Linked DNA regions of Mus musculus: all the other regions are linked to region 2. A link is a contact called in public HiChIP or PLAC-seq data. All regions are on one chromosome and are shown on one strand. Each heading gives the region's core, a stretch centred on a gene start, on an enhancer-like site or on the middle of the called end of the contact. The rest is flanking DNA. Distances are from core to core; before and after follow the strand shown. Region 1 overlaps Chd7 (chromodomain helicase DNA binding protein 7). Region 2 overlaps Chd7 (chromodomain helicase DNA binding protein 7). Region 3 overlaps Chd7 (chromodomain helicase DNA binding protein 7).

Evidence for each region. HiChIP or PLAC-seq counts read pairs in DNA pulled down with a chosen protein or histone mark.
Region 1: a BATF HiChIP or PLAC-seq map of CD8 T cells shows a contact between it and region 2, with 7 read pairs. The contact joins two enhancer-like sites. A contact is called at or near these places in 1 of 484 Hi-C or Micro-C datasets (CD8 T cells), 4 of 115 datasets of contacts at active chromatin or transcription factors (CD8 T cells, bone marrow-derived macrophages, effector CD8 T cells and 1 more) and 3 of 9 other capture datasets (adipose tissue, liver and pancreatic islet).
Region 3: an H3K27ac HiChIP or PLAC-seq map of regulatory T cells shows a contact between it and region 2, with 4 times the contacts expected there. The contact joins two enhancer-like sites. A contact is called at or near these places in 3 of 484 Hi-C or Micro-C datasets (CD4 T cells and liver) and 5 of 115 datasets of contacts at active chromatin or transcription factors (the 230-238 cell line, CD8 T cells, effector CD8 T cells and 2 more).

Annotation. Positions count from the first base shown.
Region 1 is chr4:8,841,658-8,844,359 of GRCm38.p6, forward strand. It overlaps Chd7 (chromodomain helicase DNA binding protein 7), which reads left to right. Exons shown (of 38, transcript NM_001277149.1): 20 at 2,655-2,702. Among named protein-coding and RNA genes, the nearest start is that of Gm46842, 68 kb to the right of the region's middle. Within about 2 kb of position 1,349, at least 125 of the 459 cell types and tissues checked have an H3K27ac peak or open chromatin away from gene starts, as enhancers often do. A contact at or near this core is called in CD8 T cells, effector CD8 T cells and regulatory T cells, where this site is marked.
Region 2 is chr4:8,720,139-8,722,838 of GRCm38.p6, forward strand. The region is part of intron 1 of Chd7 (chromodomain helicase DNA binding protein 7); the gene reads left to right. Gm46841 (predicted gene, 46841) reads left to right here. Exons shown (of 2, transcript NR_166064.1): 1 at 1-2,700. Among named protein-coding and RNA genes, the nearest start is that of Gm46841, 4.3 kb to the left of the region's middle. Within about 2 kb of position 1,298, at least 39 of the 459 cell types and tissues checked have an H3K27ac peak or open chromatin away from gene starts, as enhancers often do. A contact at or near this core is called in CD8 T cells, effector CD8 T cells and regulatory T cells, where this site is marked.
Region 3 is chr4:8,809,874-8,812,607 of GRCm38.p6, forward strand. It overlaps Chd7 (chromodomain helicase DNA binding protein 7), which reads left to right. Exons shown (of 38, transcript NM_001277149.1): 7 at 1,567-1,622. Among named protein-coding and RNA genes, the nearest start is that of Gm46841, 94 kb to the left of the region's middle. Within about 2 kb of position 1,433, at least 108 of the 459 cell types and tissues checked have an H3K27ac peak or open chromatin away from gene starts, as enhancers often do. A contact at or near this core is called in CD8 T cells, effector CD8 T cells and regulatory T cells, where this site is marked.

The DNA.
Region 1 (2,702 bases), core at 99-2,598, 120 kb after region 2:
ACTGCCTGCCTCACAGCTGGCACCGTGTGCTCTTCCACCAAGCCAGCCCGCTAAGGCCAAGCTGCTCTGAGCCCTGACTGTCGCCTCAAACCCACTTGCTAGTATTCGGGTTGTCCACACCAAGGCTCACTCTACTTTGTAGTTTTGCTAAACTGGTTTACTTGCCGTAAAGCATGAAATTCAACACTTTGACATATTATAGGCTGGGGTGACCGTTAGCACAACGCTAGGTTTTGAATGTTCCTACTACCTCAGAGAGCTCCCTGTGCCCATTAGCAGGCAGTCCCTACCCTTCCCGCTTCACCCAGTTCTGCAAACCGCATGCTCTTTTTTTTTAAATAGCTTTGTCCACCCTGGAAACACCACTCGGTGTGAAGTTATATCACGTGTGGTCTTTTGAGTGCTTTCATAAAATTAATGTTTTTCATGTTTGCCCTTATACTATACATGGATAATTTGTTTTGTTTTGGTTTGGTTTGGTTTTTCCAGACAGGGTTTCTCTGTGTAACCCTGGCTGTCCTGGAACTCACTCTGTAGACCAGGCTGGCCTCAAATAATTTATTCCTTTATGGTTTGCAATGTTCTACTGTGCGGGTATCACACAGTGACCAGGTGATGATAAATGCTCCAGTCATTTATTAATTGCTAATTGATGAAATTTGGGTTATTTTTACTTTGGGATTTTCAGTGTAGTAGGGTTTTTTTTTTTTTTTTTTTTTTTGGACATGTCTTTTCGTTTCTCTTGCACATTCGACAGAAGCAGAACTCTAGGTGATGTTAGCTTTCTTGGCTCCCCAGTGAGGTCTGTGCATGCTTATCATTTAAGGAACTAACAGGCTGGGTTTCTTTGTTTCTGTTTCTCTTTTAAACAAATTGGGGAAAGTTCTGGGCTCCAACCCCCCCCCCCCATCTTCTTCCACTGGTCATTGTATACAGCATCCCTTATCTAAAAAAAAACTACTGCCTTCAGTGGCCCCTCCACTCTGCAGAAGCCCCTTCATCTGCCTTCACATCACATAAGACCTATTATTCCTTCTCCCCTTTTGCTTAAAAATCTCTTCCTGTCGTTTCATGACGGAGCCTACACACACACATATAGCATCCAGGTTCACATGTGAAACAAATGTGTTTATATCTCTGAGCCTGCCTTAGATTGCTCCACACCGTGGTTTCTGGCTCCATCCACTTCCTCGCAAGTGCCATGATTTTGTTTTTCTTTACAACTAAATAAAAGTCCACTGTGTATAGCTAGAACATCTTCTTTTATCAGTTCCTCTGTTGTTGGACATCTAGGCTGGTTCCATTTCCTGCCTATTGTGAAACTTGGGTGTGCAAGTGTCTCTGTGGTGTGTTGACTCAGAGACCAGCCTTCAAGAACACAATCTGGTGGCGTGGCTGGGTGACATGGTAGTGCTATTTTTAGTGGTTTGAGGCGCTCCACACTGACGTTCATAGTGGCTCTGTGAATTTTCGTCCCTATTGGCAATGAATACGAATTCCTTTTTCACTCCATCCTGGACAGCATTCCTTGTTTGTTTGTTTTCTTCCAATTTCTGTTTCCCCGGTGGCTAAAACTGTTGAACCTGTTTTCTTTCTGGATGGATCACTTCCTGTTGCTTTCCCATACCTGTGTGTTCAGGTGGCTTTTCCCTCGTCCTCACAGGTACCATGTTAACTAGTTTGTGATCTGTTTCAAGCTGAGCTGTCTGTGGTGTGAGGAAGGAGTTGAGCTCCCCCGTGGCCCCAGCTTGTAGAGGTTCTTCTCTGGCCTCTGCACGCTCATGTCGTTACAGTCTCTTGCAGTCTTTCCTCAGTCCTCACATGCAGTCTCAGCATGTGTAAGACACATGTGTAAGACACACGTACGTGTTTCACGCACGCATGCACGCACGTTCTCCTTCTGAGTAACATGCAGATGCCAGAGTTGGATGTGGTAGTTCTCCCTGCCTTCTTCACTCTTGTTGTTCATGTCTGCTGATGTCTACCTCTATTAATTTCACCTTTTGAAGAAGGTCTTTTTAGGAAGTCTTCTTCATATTTGGTCATTATTTCTGGTGTAAACTGCTGGAGCAGTGTGCTCTAACCTCACTGGTGGCTGTCGCTATAACTTCTCCCCCATGCAACTCGAGGCACAGCCATGTCCATATTAAACTTATCCCTATTTTCTAATAGCTCCTGCTTCCCCTGGGCTAGGGCTCAGACTGCTAACCACACGTGCCCGCCCCCTGCTCCGGCCTCCACCCTCATCAACTTGCCATGGCTCCTGTACCTCGAGCCCCTCATCCTTGCTCCTCTCCTGGGCCTTTGTGCAGGGCTCTGCCATGAACATTCCTGCCACCTCTCTTCTTGTACAAGTCTTCTAAAATATGGTCCAAGCATTTTCTTCTAGAGAAAACTAATTTTTTTTTTAGATCTGCTCCTAGCAGGACTTTGCTGGAACCAAGTTCCAGGCCTTTCTCAATTGCTTGTACTTTTCTACTCCTGTGGCAGGTGTGGAAAAGTGTACATGGGGCACTTGTCATCTGTCTCCCATCCACTATACTGCCTTGCAGAGGCTGAGCACGCATATACTGTGACTAGATAAACAGAGGCTACCGGGGGTCCTGACTCTGAGAACCGCATCTCAGAGTAACGCACACGTTTTCCACCTTTAGGCCAGCTTTGTTGCGTCTGGAAATAGGACAGACATTTCTTTGGATGAC
Region 2 (2,700 bases), core at 48-2,547:
ACTTAGGTCGGCCTCCCGTTTGTGTATTTGTGGATGTGCACACATGCCTGTGTCAAGGCCAGGTGTTATTCCCAAGGCACCATACACTGTTGTGTTTCATTTTGAGGCAGGGATTTTCACGGGCCCGGAATTCCTCAAATAGGCACTACTGGCTGGCCAGTGAGGCCCAGTGTTTCTGTCTGGTTTTGTCTTACTAGCTTGGAGATTGCAAGCATACACCACTGTACTGGTAACCATGGGTTCGAGGAATTGAACTCGGGTCAAGTTTGCAACATATGTGCTTTGCTGCCTGATATACTCAGTCCCGATGTCGTATGTCACTTACTGTGTCGGACATCTTATTAACTGATTAACAGGCTGGGCTAATGAAGATAGTTCATACGTTACCTTTCTGTACGAGCCTTCTTTGAAGGATTTTAATCACAGTTATGGAAGGAGGATTACTAGGCTAGGATGACTAGTAATAGATAACCTACTCGACACATGTTCCAGCTGAGTACAGATTTGAACCACATGTGTGTCTGGCTCGTCAAAGCACTGTGCTGCTGACTAGTGTTCATAGGAAGCAGCAGGTAAGACTGCTGGGTTCCTGCAGCAATCATCATGCATGAGATGAAAGCAGGCATGGCTGGACAGAGTGTGTTTTTATATTAAGAAAAGGGCAGTGGTGGCGCACACCTTTAATCCCAGCACTCGGGAGGCAGAGGCAGGCGGATTTCTGAGTTTGAGGCCAGCCTGGTCTACAGAGTGAGTTCCAGAACAGCCAGGGCTACACAGAGAAACCCTGTCTCGAAAAACCCAAAAAAAAAAAAAAAAAAAAAAAAAAAAAGTCTTTGTTGACTCTACCCACAGCACCTAGCCACTGTCTGATACATCCTGTGTGCATTTGAGTCTTTAAATAGAAATTGAAACTGTATTTAACCGTGAAAGGAAACCTTAGTTGTACTAAAAGAAAATGTGCACCTTTTGCCTTAGGAAGGTGAATATTTGCTTGTGCTAACTTTGTTGAAGTTGATAACTTACTATTCTGACATACAAGTAGTTTTTGTCACAGGTAAGATCTAAGATGATAGCTATGTTATTTTCTTGACCATAGCAATCCTTTAGCCAGTAACTGTGTTTATCAAAATAGCATGTTGAGTACCTTGAATATCTACACTATAAACTTCAGTTTCTTATCTGTAATAGCAATGATAAAAACAAAGGATCTTCTACCTTAGCCTCCTCAGTAGCAGTCCTGGAGGGGTGCACCTCCACGATGGCTATAAATACGGTAGTTAAGAGAACAGTTTTACAGCAGAGTTGACTGTGACAGACAGCGGCAGTTTGTATGAGTTCACAAGTTTGTGCTTTGTTAGTGGTGGTAGGGTAGTTGACAGTTACAAATATGGATTGCTGATGATCTTGCTGCCTCTCTGATTTTCTTAACTCTGACAGTCACTGAAATAGCAGTTCTTAGTGTCTGCAAGTATTGATTGTTTGGGAGAAATACTTTTACAGTACAGTTTCATCATATTTCATTATAGCCTTTCGTCCATCATTATATTTACTTCCTCCCTTACCTTGTCCCCCTGCCTCCTCCTCCTGGCTGATTTCCCTTCCCCCAGATAATCTCTCCCTTCTGCTTTCTTATATATATAGTAACCCATTCCTTTAAAAGGTCTTCCTCCCCTTTCATGATCTGCTTTCTAGCTTCATGTACACACATATAAATAAATGCTATATGTATGTATGTGTGTGTGTGTGTATATATATGTATGTATGTATGTATATATATATATATGCATATAACTTCAAATCTAGGATCTGCATTTAAGAGAAAAACATACAGTATTGTCTTGGTGTAGCTTATTTCATTTAACATCATGGTTTGTGTATATCTTTGTTTGTTTCTTTGTTTTGAGTCAGGGATTCTCTGTGTAGCCCTGGCTGTCCTAGACTTGCTTTGTAGACCAGGCTCACCTCAAACTCACAGAGATCCACCTGCCTCTGCCTCCCTAGTGCTGAGATGAACGCCCTGCCTTAACATACGGATTTTTATCTGCAGGGTTGGCTGTGATGGTTCTTGGAATGATTACAAAAATGGACTGCATTCTGGGAGAAATTATTCTAGTACCAGTCATCTTTGTATCTTCAGTTAATAAATAGGAGAGTCCCTGAAAGAAATTTTAGATGCCAAAATACATGTTCTTAATTGACTGTAATTTTCCTGTAGATTTCTTCATTTACATGCCCTCCCTCCCACCACCACCCCTTCTTTCTTTGCTGATGGGGTTTGTCTCAGCAGCAGCCATCTCCCCATTGGCTCCAAACAGCCTTCATCTGGACGCCACAGTGTACCATGGCTGCTGCATACTGTTAAGAGAGAGGCACCTTTGGAAGCAGCATAGAAGACAGGCAAATGGGCCCTGTGTGCTGCTCAGAAGGAGGCCCGTGCACGATGTGGCCTTGGGAGGGTGAGCAGATGCTTGTGCTAGCTTTGTTGAAGTTGGTAAATTACCATTCTGACATACAAATAATTATTGCCACATTAAAGATGAAGTTCTAGCTATAGTTGAGACATTTAGTGTCTTTTGAGAACATAGATCCATTTTTACTTGCATTCTAAAGTCTCAACTTTTTTTTGAAATCATGTACTGTTCTATCCGAGTCCTTAATCTCTCGGTATTTTAAACGTTTGCTTCATGAAGTGCGACCCGA
Region 3 (2,734 bases), core at 183-2,682, 90 kb after region 2:
TTTAGTGAATTCTTGTAGAGAGTCATGACTCAGCATTCTCTCCGGGAAGCATGTGCACACTTACGTGAAATGTAGTTAGCAGCTGGAGTTGAAGCTCCACAGAAGAACATGGCCATGTTTTATGTGTAGCCAGTTAAACAGAAGACAGCAAACAAAATTTTTGTTTACTTGGGGACATGGCACACGCCTTTAATCCCAGCACTCAGGAGGCAGAGGCAGGTGGATTTCTGAGTTCGAGGCCGGCCTGCTCTACAAAGTGAGTTCCAGGACAGGACAGGAGGGCTATACAGAGAAACTCTGTCTCAAAAAAAAAAAAAAAAAAAAGCAAAGCTGTGTTATGGTTAGGACCTTTCATAAGCCCACTAGAGTAAAATGAGATGTTCGTACGTATTGGCCATATTCTAGAATATCTAGGCTTTGCACTGGTGAGAAGCAGTTTAAAATGCACATTTAATTGAAACTGATAAAAGGTTGGAGGGAATTCTAAAAGGTCTTTAACTGTGGTTTGAGTGTTATGTATGGAAGCCAGCCGGAGTGCCCTTATAAGACATGTGCCCTCTGTCATCCTCCACGCTGGCTCTCCTGTTTGGCCCCAACCATGTTCCTGTTCACCCTCATTTTCTTCAAAGATCTATGAGACCACCCAGCACCCATGTGTGAGCCTCCAGGCAAGCTCACCAGCTCTCGTAGGAGCAGAAAAGAACTTCCTGACACGTGGGTAAAGGCTGTTTATGGTTTACATCTTTGCTTTATCTGCTCAAACATTGTAAGAAAATGACATATTATGAATCCTTTCACACTCCAAAAGCAAAAGCCAAAAGGAAAAGAGAGGTTCTAAACCATAGCATTGATGTTGTCTTCGGTACTTTCTGGAAGCACTCTGACCACCGAAAGCTCTTGACTCGGCGGACATGCATCGCAATTTTAACCCACCGAAATGTGGGATTGGAAGTGTTAATTTTATTTGGCTGCCATGTGTGTGAGACATCTTGTCTGAAAGACTTTAATTGTTCCACTGAGTAAAACTCAAACCATGAGTAGTGATGCCCCGAGTCCCACCATAAGAGCAAGGTTTCCTTTTATATGGTTTCTTGTTTAGAGTTATTAACTATATGGAGAAATAAATGTCTTTTAAATATTTTAAAACATTACAAAACCCACAATGTAAAGTTGCCATGAGGCAGCCAAAAATAATACATATGGCATTCAGGAGAGCAGTTGCTAATTGGCTGCTGCCTGAGAAAATGGTACACTTGGCGTCTACTTAACACTGCGGGTTTGGCAGCCAGCCAGGCTTGGGGTCAGGTTGTTGTGAATGAAGCTGCATGTGGTTAGGGAGGGGTTAAAATGATTCATGCCATACAATCACAAGCGCGTTGAGTGGAGCAGCGTGCATGTGCCTGAGTACGTCAGTCCCCACGGCACAGGCTGCCCAGGCTTCCTGTGCGCTCCTCTTTCCAGTCAGGCCACCTCAGGCATTGTGTCCCCCTGTGGGAGTATGTGGCTGCCTTTGAAATCGTCGGTATATGATTTTAACGTGTGTACCTCAATCTTCTTTCATTGCAGAAGGAATCTGGCGAGGAGGTAGAAGTTGAGGAATTTTATGTGAAGTACAAAAACTTGTAAGTAAATTGTTCCTCCTTTCAGCGGGGAAGGGTAGACCTGGAGTACAGGACTCTTTAAGAATTGTGAACATGGAGAGTTTGGTATGGTTTCTTTGCTGCCTCAGAAAGGCTGTTTCCTCCTAACTTTGTTATTTGTAGTACTTTGCACATGCTTTTCTAGAAAATATTTAGTGTGTAGAAGTTGACTAATTTTCTTATATAAGCAAGAAGCTCATCATAGATAGAAACATCTGATGTGATCATAGTGAAATAAAGTAGAAGTTGACTGTCCCCCAAAGAGTGGCTCTTGCTCTTCATGGTTGCGCCTCTCCCTGCATCTGTGATGAGAACTCTGTAGCCCCTCAGAGGCCCCGAGGCCCAGGATGCTCTCGGGCTTTGATGCAGTGAGCTCTGGCTTTATGTGCATTGCTTTCCAATATTTGTTTAGTGGGTTTAGTTTAGTTTAGTTTAGTTTTAATCTGAATGGAGAAACACAGCTGCCTTGAGCTGTGTCATGGGATCTGTGTGCTCACTTTGGCAAGTCAGTGTGGTTTTCAGGATTGGTCACTACCCTCCCGAAGAAGACAGAGGCCCTTCCTAACCAGACACACAGCTAAGGACAGACACCTTTGCTGACCACAGATCTGTTCTCTCTGCTTTGCTCCTCTGAAGAAGACATATGTAAAGCCCGGGTGAATCAGTCCTGGGTTTTAAAGGATGATTTTTAGGAGTTGTTGTGAAAACAGCCTAAGAAAGTACATTGCCCCAGGAAAATGTCACCACCGAGTGCCATGTTTCTCTGCTTTTGTCCCTTTGGTCTGCATTGTGTAAATACAGGGTCACTCTTCTGAGGAGGTAAGCAAAACATTAAGTAAAAAGTCTCTCTCAGTCTTACTGTGAGAGTCAGTGAAATGAAGTCTGGCAGTATAAAATAAAATGCACAATAAATGTTAGCTGCCATCAGTATTGTGTCCTCATGGTGAGTTTATGTCTAAGCACATCGTTCATATGAGGTGATTTCCTGTGGGGAATCCTTAACGAGAGAAGCTGAATAGGCAAAGAGGGGGTAACCTAAATGAGTTGCAGGGGGATTTCCCTTGGGTGTGTCAAGTCAGATGGAGGACTGAGGG